Linked DNA regions of Mus musculus: regions 1 and 3 are each linked to region 2. The links are chromatin contacts, called in public Hi-C and promoter capture Hi-C maps. All regions are on one chromosome and are shown on one strand. The core of a region is the stretch at or near the end of the contact, and the rest is flanking DNA. Distances in the headings are between cores, read along the strand shown. Region 1 holds the start of Kpna3 (karyopherin (importin) alpha 3). Region 2 holds the start of Mtmr9 (myotubularin related protein 9). Region 3 holds the start of Ccdc25 (coiled-coil domain containing 25).

Region 1 (3,320 bases), core at 676-3,175, 2.1 Mb after region 2:
CAAACAAAAAGTTCCACCACTGAACACTGAGCCATTATCCTTATGCCAAGTGACAGGTGAGGTTTTTTATGTACTTTTTTGTTTTGTTTTGTCTCCTTCAAATGAGTGGTCAGACCAGAATCACTGAGGGCTTGAAGTCCAGTGAAAAATGTGGACGAATTTTATTTTAAGAATGAAAGAAAAAGAAAGGAAAAGGGGGTGTGGTGTGGTGGGGTTGAAGTGGGTAAGGAGTACAATTAAAATAGTTAAAACAAACAAACAAACAAACAAAAAATAAAATAAAATACGGAGACTAAAATGCAGGTTTATGTTTTTTTTTTTTTGTTTTCGTTTTTTTTTTTCCCCGAGAAAACACTTCTGGCATTAGTAGACCATACTCCAGTAGGGCAAACATGGTCTAAATCCTTTTCTGTACTTATCAATTGACCATAACCAGCCACTCACAAAACACATTTGGGTGATAGCTTGGTCTTTCAGCTGCCAGCTCTTGACTTTCAGGTTCCTCTTCTTCTGAAGATTGTCTTAACTGAGTTCTTTATGGTATATTTCTACCAAACTCTGACCTGGCTTATTTTGATCGTATGTAGCATAACACTTCACATAAGCTTATATTGGCAGAAGATTCTTGTGGTGGTTTGAATAGGAATGGCCTCCTAGCCTCATGTGTTTGATTGCTTGGCCCATAGGGAGTGGCAGTATTAGGAGGAAATATGACACTATGGGGTGGGCATTGGGTCTCCTATGCTCAAGCTAGGTCCCTCCTGGGGCACAGTCCCTTTCTGCTGCCTGCGGACCAAGATGTAGAACTCGCAGCTCCTTCTCTAGCACTGTCTGCCTGCATACCTCCAAGCTTCCTGCCATGATGATAATAGACTGAACCTCTGAACTGTAAACCAGCTCCAATGAAATGTTTTCCTTTATAAGAGTTGCCATGATCATGGTGTCTCTTTACAGCAATAGAAACCCTAATTAAGACAATTCTGAAATGTAATAGTCTCAGATAATAATCAAATAAAGTCCACCTGCTGTAAAAACAAAAGCAAAACAAAAAACAAAACAACCAACCAACCCAAATCAACCAAAACCTGTTATTGTTCCAATGAGAAGCTAAAGGGAGATGGCAGTCTGGAGTCTGCAGCCCTAGGGTCTGATTAACTGCCTGAAGGTTACATTGTGTGTTAAGGTGGACTAAGGCATGGGGTCATAGAAAGGTAGGGCTGCCAAAGTGAAGGCTGCACAAGGATGCTTGGAGAAATCAGGGGATACTAGAACACATTTTCTTTTTTAATGAGAATTTACTAGTTACTGTTTTGATCTGACAGATTTTTGAGACCAACAATGTCTCTGTTCTCATTGAGTTTAATAGAGGTGCAAGAAGCAAGCATAAACACACACATCACACTCACATGTATTTGTGGAGTGGAAACAAGCGTGCTATTTATAAAACCGAAGCAGAGCAAAAGAACAGGGTTTGAGGGTGGCTGCTATTTGAGGAGACCCTAAAGAAGCCAAAAGCGCAAAGCACGCGTGGCCGTTCTTTTTCTAATTTTCCAAGCTGTAGGGAGCAAGGTGCGCCCCCGAAGCTCCGCCTCTCTCTCCCGATAGGCCGCAAGGTGCCATCTCCAGAGTTTCCCCGCCCACCACCCCGCCCAGAGGTGGGGCTTCGAGCCCGCGCTCAGAGAGCGCCGAGCCGAAAGCGCGCGCACAGCCCTCCCGGCATGCTTCTCGTCCTCTCACGGCGTGGCTCAGACCCGCGCCTGGCATGCTGGGAACTGTAGTTTCCGCCCTCCGCCCCGCTTCAGCGGTGGCGGTAAAAGCGACTAGGTCGGGCTCCATTTCTAGCACATGACTAGCGGCTGTGGGGAGGCCCTACGAAGGGGTGAGGGCAGGGTCACCGCGACAGCCGGCAGGCCAGCGCCCTGGCCTTCTCCGGCGCGCGCCTCTCCTCAGCGCCGCCCCCGCGCCGCGGCCACCTCGCGCTCCAGGCGTCACGGAGCGCGCGCTCCTCCCCCTTCGTCCCCTCCCGCTCGACTCGCCGCCGCCGCCGCAGGAGCAGACGCCTCCGGAGCCGCGCGCAGCCATGGCCGAGAACCCCGGCTTGGAGAACCACCGCATCAAGAGCTTCAAGAACAAGGGCCGCGATGTGGAGGCGAGTGTGCTCCGGGGCCGGCCGGGCCGGGCGGCTGGGAGGGGAGGGGCGGGGGCCGCGGCCGCTGGCTCTCGCCGGCTGGCGGTCAGTCGGAGTTGGCCGCCGCCTCGGGGCGCCGCGGCCCGGGCAGCAGCCGCCCTCTGAGCGACTAGCGCGGCACCTGGGACCACTGAGCGCTCGGCCCCGCTGCGCGGGCGCGGCCTGGCGTCGGAGGGGAAGGGATGTGGAGCCGAGGCGGGGTCCGCGGGCCGCGCGGGAGGACGGACCGGGATGCTGCCGGCCCGCGTGCCACCCGCACCGCCGGGGCCGGGCCGCGCCGCCGCTCGTGTCCGCAGCCGGTGCAGCCTCCCGCGCTGCCGCACATGGAGCCTCGGTCCCCGCGCTTACCTTGTGCGAGCCGGGCCCAGGCGGGCGGTGGCAGCCCTCAGAGGGGGGTGGGGACCAGCCGGGTAACTGACTTGTTTGAGGGTGGTGGATGGGGGAGGGTAGGATGCGCCAAGACCATTTTCTTATATTCCAGTGCGGTCCTTTGGACCAGTCTTCCCGAGCTGTTGCAGCTCATACCCCTGTGACTGCTGGCATTTAGAGCGAGCTAAAGGTGGACAATAGTTTACCATCTATTGTGTTGAAGCTTTGGGAAGGAGGTTGTGCAGACCTCTGATCTTGGGTTTTTTTTTTTGTTTGTTTGTTGTGTTTTGTTTTTTGTTTTTTTAAAGCTCGTCTTGGAGTCGAAGTGTGAATAATAGGAAAATAATTTCTTTCACCTGTTTTGCAGAAATAAATTGGATACATAAGATTCCTACGTCCTTGTATATACCACATGCCACCAAGCTAGTAGATTTTCCAAGTGGTTGCAAAACTGTAAACATTCATTGTGGTCACTCAGTTTGCTGCTACTCAGCATGTTGCCATTGTCTCATTAAGGTGACATTAGCAGCTACTATTTGCAAACTCTGCTTATTGAGGTAGCGCTAGAGGTCTCACTGCTCCTACTAAAACCAATGAAGTGTAATAGCACAAACTTCACTGGGACCCAACCTCTGGATTTGATGGGGGAAATAGTTTTAAGCCCATCCCCTTTTCTCTATTCTAATAGTAGGGAATATGATTTGTATAGTCCAATAGTTTTTGGTAAGAGGCTAGTTAGTAAATACAGGGTTTGGTTTGGCTA
Region 2 (3,289 bases), core at 531-3,030:
CTTTATTCCTAACTACTAAGTTTGGTTTTCTCAGCGCTAGTGAACTTTCTACGCTTTGAACTTCAAATCACTGGTGATTTAATTTCCTAATCGTTTCTGGTACTTCATTATAACAACTCAGAAGATACCTAATTTTTTTCTCTTGGCAAAAAACAAATAAAAGGAAAAAATCCTAATTTATGACTTTATAGAGCATGAAACATTTTAACTTAATGAAATAACGTTTTCATAATTTATTTTCAAGAAAACCAGAAGGGCCACAGAATCCATGGAGACTTTCTATCTTCTAGCATATACTAAATTGGACACTAAGTTCTTCCTTGGATATCTTCCATTCGGGGAGCCTTACCCTTCAAGGCTTTACTTTCATTTTTTTCTCTGTATAACTTTTCATTATTTTTCAGATTAAAAGTTTTCCATTCCACAATTTGTAGTTAATACAATGAGTCAAGTGAGGAAGGAAAGTAAACAAATCCGGTGTGGAAAACACCTCCACATTACTTCACCTCAGTCCATCAGCATCCATTGCTGGTTGTTTTCCTTTTGCAGATAAACTGGATCGCAGGAGTGAGTGATTTAGGAAGGGAAGGTTTTTAGAAAAGACAAGAACAAAATCAAGGACAAACACTGTGCAATCTGGTCAACTTCACTTTGCACACTCTGAAGTCAGCTACCTTGCTGTTCGTAGACACTGACTGGGTGGTGAGAATTTTCACTGCTAACACAGTAAAAGCAGGCCAGGACTCAAACATAATTCTTATTCTGGGATAAAGTAGAGGGATAGAAAGCAAGAAGAGGGAAATTCTATAGGTGGAACAACATTATGAACTAACCAGTACCCCGGAGCTCTTGACTCTAGCTGCATATGTATCAAAAGATGGCCTAGCCGGCCATCACTGGAAAGAGAGGCCCATTGGACTTGCAAACTTTATATGCCCCAGTACAGGGGAATGCCAGGGCCAAAAAGTGGGAGTGGGTGGGTAGGGGAGTGGGGGGGGGTATGGGGGACTTTTGGGATAGCATTGGAAATGTAAATGAGGAAAATACCTAATAAAAAATTAAAAAAAAAAAAAAAGAAGAGGGAAATTACAACAGCAAAACTCTGTCATTGCAGTGTCCGTGAGCAGTTCAGCTAGACTGTACTTAGCCGGGATACTATGAAGTCGTGACCAATATACCAAGGTCTTGATTTCAGGCTTTGCTACAGATTAACTGAACTATCTCTGAAGACACTAGAGTCCTTTCGCAGGGCGAGGATTAGTCAGTTTCTCTTTCCATCCTTTTAGAATATGCTGTTCTTGGTTAAAGTCATGGCGCTCTCAAAGAGTCTAAAGCATAGATTGTCCCATGTCTCTTCCAGACACCAAGATGCTACTTTTCGATCACAACCTCCGCTTCCATCCTACATTTGACATCTCTTCGTGACCAATTCATGAGACAACTACCAGGTAGCGCAAACGAAGAGCCCTTGAGGGACAGCACTCATGTGGAGGCTGGCAGGTCAGCGACGTCTTCTCGTCTCGCCTTTTCCGATAAGGAATATTTGAAGGGCAAGGATTGCGGCGGTAGAAGGTGAAAGAGGTTTTGGTTGGTTTTGTTTTGTTTTGTTTTGTTTTTCCATTGTAGGACCATAAAGTCATTGTTTCTGGCTGTGTTCCACCGGATCTAGCAAAGTACCAACTTCCGGTCCGGTTTCTATGTCTTCCGAGTCTCGAGTCCCTCTAATTGTGCAGGAGTTCCTGCCGGGTGCAACGCTCAGCAGCTACTTCCGCCAGAAGTCCCTGGCTGCTCGGGCTCGGATGCTGCTGCCCCGACGCCGGGTCCGTCTCCTCCGCAGCCCGCCCGTCAGACGCCGGTGGCAGCGGGGAGTGCAGGGCCTGGCGGGAAGCCTTCTCTGCGACCGAGTCCCGGCCAGTGGTGCGGAAGAGACTTGGAGAAGCGGCCAGGGCGGTGCCCGCAGGCCCTGGCGCACCCGCCCAGCCGGGGCGGGGCTCGACCTCCCGGGCCCGCCCAGCCGGGGCTCCGTCCGGGTCTGCGGATTAACCGCCGGGCACCTGCGGGACTGGGCCTCCCGCCCCTAGGCTGCGCCCAATATGGAGTTTGCGGAGCTGATTAAAACCCCACGGGTAGACAATGTGGTGCTGCACCGGCCTTTCTACACCGCCGTGGAAGGGACCCTGTGTCTGACAGGCCACCACCTGATCCTGTCTTCCCGGCAGGACAACACGGAGGAGCTCTGGCTCCTCCATTCAAATATCGACGCCATCGACAAACGGTGAGCGCCCACCACACCCAGGTCCCGGAGGAGCCTGGAACGGAACAGACGCTTTCAGGTGGTTTTTTATGGGTATCCTGGCTCAGCCAGCCAAATGAGCCTTCTGGGGCCTAGATCTATCTGCACTGGCCACCTGGCATCCCCAGGCTAAGGTCTCAGAGTCGTAGTGGTCATTTTGAACAGCATTTGGGCGTATTTTTAAATGTTCTTTGTAAAAAAAAAATTTCTTCCACCACATTTCTTGAATTATTGGTTGTTGTTAATCTGACTTCACGAAGTTATGATTCAATACAATTTAAAGCGACCCCTCCCCCACGATCTCGTTTTTAAATAGGCATGCTCAGCCCTTTGCAGCATAGGCCGGTCTTGAACTTCCAACTCTCCAGCCCCAGCCTCCCAAGTAAGTGCTGGAATTACAGTTGTGTGTGTATGGGCCGCTATGCCTGGCCATAGTATTTAACTGAGTACACTGTCATTTTTTCCATATATATGCATATGCATTTTAGTCTCTCCTTAAAACGTTTTAAAATCGGTAAGGTGCACCCCTGTAATAGCTGATGGGGAGTGCCGATGCAGGTGGATGACAAATTTTACACCCCTGCTCATTTAGGGAAGACTGAGTTTATCATATTGCATCTTACTTATTCTCTGGAATGATCACTTCCCACTGAGGGTAATCATTAGCCCTTAACATTCAGTTTTTCTTGTGAAAAGAAAGGGGCTGGCTCTAAAGGAACATAGGAACTAATTCATCTTTATTTCCCTACTCCATCACTTTAAATTTTTTATTTTTACTTATGTGTGTATGTGTGTATCTGTGTACAAGATACCATCAGCAGACTACTAGACTCCTCAGTTCATCTTTATTGCATAAATGTATTCAATGGTCTCTCATGCCTGCATGATAAAGACTGAATCCCTGGTTCTCTGTGTTCTGGTTCTCACCTACTGTCCTCACTAGTTTTCTTACCATTTTCATGATTTCATGTAATTTCTTACAGATTTGTGGGCTCT
Region 3 (3,498 bases), core at 380-2,879, 2.3 Mb before region 2:
ATCACAGGATTCCAGGAGTGGACCACATACTCAGTTTCTGTGGTATTAGAGATCAAACCCCAGACTTCAGGAATACTAGACAAACACTCTAACTCAAACAACTGTCTGTCACTCCAGTTCCAGGGGATCTATCATCCTCTTCTGGCCTTGATAGGCACTAGGCACACAAGTAGTATGTAGATGCGCATGTAGGAAAAATACCTACAGACATAAAATAATTTTTAGAAGTAGCATGGCTACAAAAAAGAAAAACAAACAAACACCTCACACTGAAGGACGCTTCACAAAATAATGCTTCAGTTAAAAGTATCATGAAAGGCTAGGTAGTACATGCCTTTAATCCCGGCACTGGGGAGGCAGAGCAGAGGGTAGCATGAATTCAAAGCCAGCCTGATCTACACTGTGAGTTCTAGGCCAGCCAAGGGCTACATAATGAGATCCTGTCTCAAAAATAAACAAACTAAAAAGTACTAAGAGACAAAACCACCAAACAATAACTCCAGATCTGGGGACCTAGAAAGTAATGCCAACGTCAGGGAGCCTTCAGGCAGGAGAGTCTATGTTTGAAGCAACCTGAGCCACTCACTGTCTCAAGAAGGGGCAAAAATCAACACAGCAGCCAACTGTGTAAGTAGGGCACTATGCTAAGGAGACAAGACAGACTGCCCCTCAAGAGACCTGCCCGGTAGCTCAAGCAGACACCTTTTAATACCACATGAGAGCAGTCCTAAAGGAATGTTAAGGGGGGTCCAGAAAGAAATGCATATTTTATCTTGACGAGGAAACTGGGTCTCACACAGTGTCTTCAAAAAGGCAAGCGCTATTTTAATGGGGTGAGAGTTTAAAATTAGAAATTGATTCTGGACAATATGGGCAGAGAAACTAAGTTGACGCGGCATTTCCTGGAAACCGAAACAGCTCTTTCTGGCCTTCCAAAACCAACCCAGTAGCCTTAGCAGACGTCCACTGGACCATCACCTCTGCCCAGGGAGGGGCTGTACTAACATTCCAGCCCTCCGATTGCTCTCCGCGGCACCCCAGGCCCTCCCTGCGTAGGAGGGCAAGCTACTCTTCCTGCAGGAGACATCTGCTGGCACCTGTCGCACTGGTCAAGCATCGCTCCAAGGTGCGGGCAGAACGCTAGGGCAAAGGCTTGCGACGGGGACGTGGGGGACTAGGCTGGAACGCACACACGTCCAGGAAGCGTTGGCGGGTCTGTCAAGTGGGGACGAGAATGATTACCGGGTATAAAGAAAGCGGGGGCGCATTCCCGCCGCGACCACCGGGGCCAGGGGACGACCAGGCAGCCGAGGGGACGGCCAAGCAGGGAACCAGAAGGCTCTGGGAGAGGTGCCCGCGGAAGGACGCGGTTCAGGACTAAGTCCAAGCCCAGCGCGGCGGCTGGGGAATGCCGGCTTTGGAAGCAGGGGCCCCGGCGTCACTCACCGCTGCTGCTGGTGAAGTAGAACACCATGATCCTGGTAGAAGAGTGGCGACTCCTACTCAAAACGCGAAGCTTGAGATACCGCCGGCGCGAGGGTGAGCCGGCTTCCAGGCTCTCCTCAGGACACTTCCGGCGGACGTGCCGTCGCGTCACAACGCCGTCCTGTCAGCGCCATCTTTAGTCCTGGCGAAGGGAAGGGTGTTGGCGGAAGAGCAGGTGTCCCGGGGATTTTGAGGATTCCGCTCAAGCGTCTGGTTGAAAGAAATTAGCTGGGGAAATACATCTTGTTTGAAGTCATAAAGAAAAAATACTAAGGGCAGACTTTATTTTCAGAGGCTCTACTAAGTGGACACGAGAGTTGGTCATCGCTTTTTATGTCTTCCCACTCAACCCAATATGGGCTCCATGCGTGCAGAAACTGCCTTTTTCATGCATGGTTAAGGGTCCCTGTAACCATTTCCTCAGGAGGCACTCAGTAAGAACCAATTTTTTTAAAAGATTTATTTATTATTATACGTAAGTACACTGTAGCTGTCTTTAGACACACCAGAAGAGGACATCAGATCTCATTACGGACGATAGTGAGCCACCATGTGGTTGCTGGGTTTTGAACTCCGGGCCTTCGGAAGAGCAGTCAGTGCTCTTTCTTACCCACTGAGCCATCTAACCAGCCCCAAGAACCAATTTTTAAATAAACTCATTCTCCCATTACTTGACATAGGTGAGGGTTTTGTTGTGTTTTTTGTTTGTTGACTTGACCAAACTAGTCAGAATAGAGTTAGGTAATGTTCATCAAACCCTATCTAAGCCTGAGATGGCCTCAGCAAGAATACAAGATGGAAGAAATGCTGCACTGTCTTGCCCAGTCAAACAATGAACTAAATTGCATCGAGGACAGAAGGTTCTCAAATGAATTGTTACTGTTACTACCCAGAGACACTCTCCTTTTTTGGGATTCCGAGTAGGGCTATTTTTTGTTCCTTTAAATCTAATGTCTGCTCCTTATTACCTACAAGACTGAACAAATACCAAACTTCTGAAGTTCAGAACCTCTTGCTATAAATTTACAAAATTCCACAGCCTTCCTAGGTTTGACTTGGAAGTTTTTCTTATTTCTGATAAAGAAAAAATATGAGAGTCCATTTCGGGCTGTATCCCTCCAACAAGCTCCAAAAGTCAGACCACACAAAAGGGCTACAGAAAAGGAGTTTTACCGTCCCTGGAGAGCCTAGTCTTTCATAGAGCAGGAAATTCTAGGCAAGTAGAACCTGATGGTAAAAATGTCCCCTCTTTGGCTTTAACTCTCTCAAAAGAAGAAACTAGCCAGAGTCTCCCACTAAGCAGTTTCCACTATTGTTCTAATTCTTTCACTTTACAAAACCCACTATCATTCTGGGTTTCCTGGTGCTGGTCAATGTTGTAGGCTATCCACCAGAGAAGACTGCTCCAACATGGGTTTAAACCAATAGAAAGTCTTTTTTAGTTGGCCGGATACTACACTGGATGTTTGGGATCCCAGTGCAACATTTTCTCAGTCTTTCCTCAGGGTGAGCTTTTAAACACACAAAAAAACATGTTCTGGGTTGACATTCCTCAGTTAACAAGAACTACAGAAGTCAGAAAGCAAGCTTAGTGCATTTAGAGACTTTCCCAGAACTATGGACTCTGATGGATTAGATCTTTGTTTTCATTTTGACAGGTCTATGTGCTGAGTTTTATAGCCTGAATGACACTTTCATCATGGAGTCAGTTCTGTTAAGGTCTGGGCCCTATTACAACAGGAGGCAGAGTTGTAGCAGAGTTTGAAGTAGTGAGGCCTCCGATTCAAAGACATCTTCCTCAACAAAACATACTGTTCTACCATTGCCTAGTAGAAACCTTATTCTACCTTGTAAAAGAGTAGCTGACTCACTCATGATTCCTGCAAATAGCCAATAATATGTTAGCCATTTGTCAATTCATTCCAGCCAGCTTTGTTCTATGAAGAAGGACATCCATCGCTTAGACTTATTTAGAACTAGACATTGAAAGAACCTAGTTGACACGCAAACTTT

Evidence for each region. Promoter capture Hi-C pulls out the DNA fragments that hold promoters and counts their contacts. Hi-C and Micro-C count contacts between places; a contact is called where the count stands out from the background.
Region 1: a promoter capture Hi-C map of liver shows a contact between it and region 2, with 5 times the contacts expected there. The contact joins the promoter of Kpna3 here to the promoter of Mtmr9 in region 2. A contact is called at or near these places in 4 of 39 promoter capture datasets (hippocampal neurons, liver and pre-B cells).
Region 3: a Hi-C map of CD8 T cells shows a contact between it and region 2, with 5 times the contacts expected there. The contact joins the promoter of Ccdc25 here to the promoter of Mtmr9 in region 2. A contact is called at or near these places in 1 of 39 promoter capture datasets (neutrophils), 3 of 484 Hi-C or Micro-C datasets (CD4 T cells and CD8 T cells) and 1 of 9 other capture datasets (adipose tissue).

The regions. Positions count from the first base shown.
Region 1 is chr14:61,438,552-61,441,871 of GRCm38.p6, reverse strand. It overlaps Kpna3 (karyopherin (importin) alpha 3), which reads left to right and starts at 1,925. Exons shown (of 17, transcript NM_008466.5): 1 at 1,925-2,149. The coding sequence starts at 2,081.
Region 2 is chr14:63,542,444-63,545,732 of GRCm38.p6, reverse strand. Mtmr9 (myotubularin related protein 9) reads left to right here and starts at 1,780. Exons shown (of 10, transcript NM_177594.1): 1 at 1,780-2,275; 2 at 3,277-3,289. The coding sequence starts at 2,094.
Region 3 is chr14:65,835,433-65,838,930 of GRCm38.p6, reverse strand. Ccdc25 (coiled-coil domain containing 25) reads right to left here and starts at 1,629. Exons shown (of 9, transcript NM_145944.5): 1 at 1,447-1,629. The coding sequence starts at 1,474.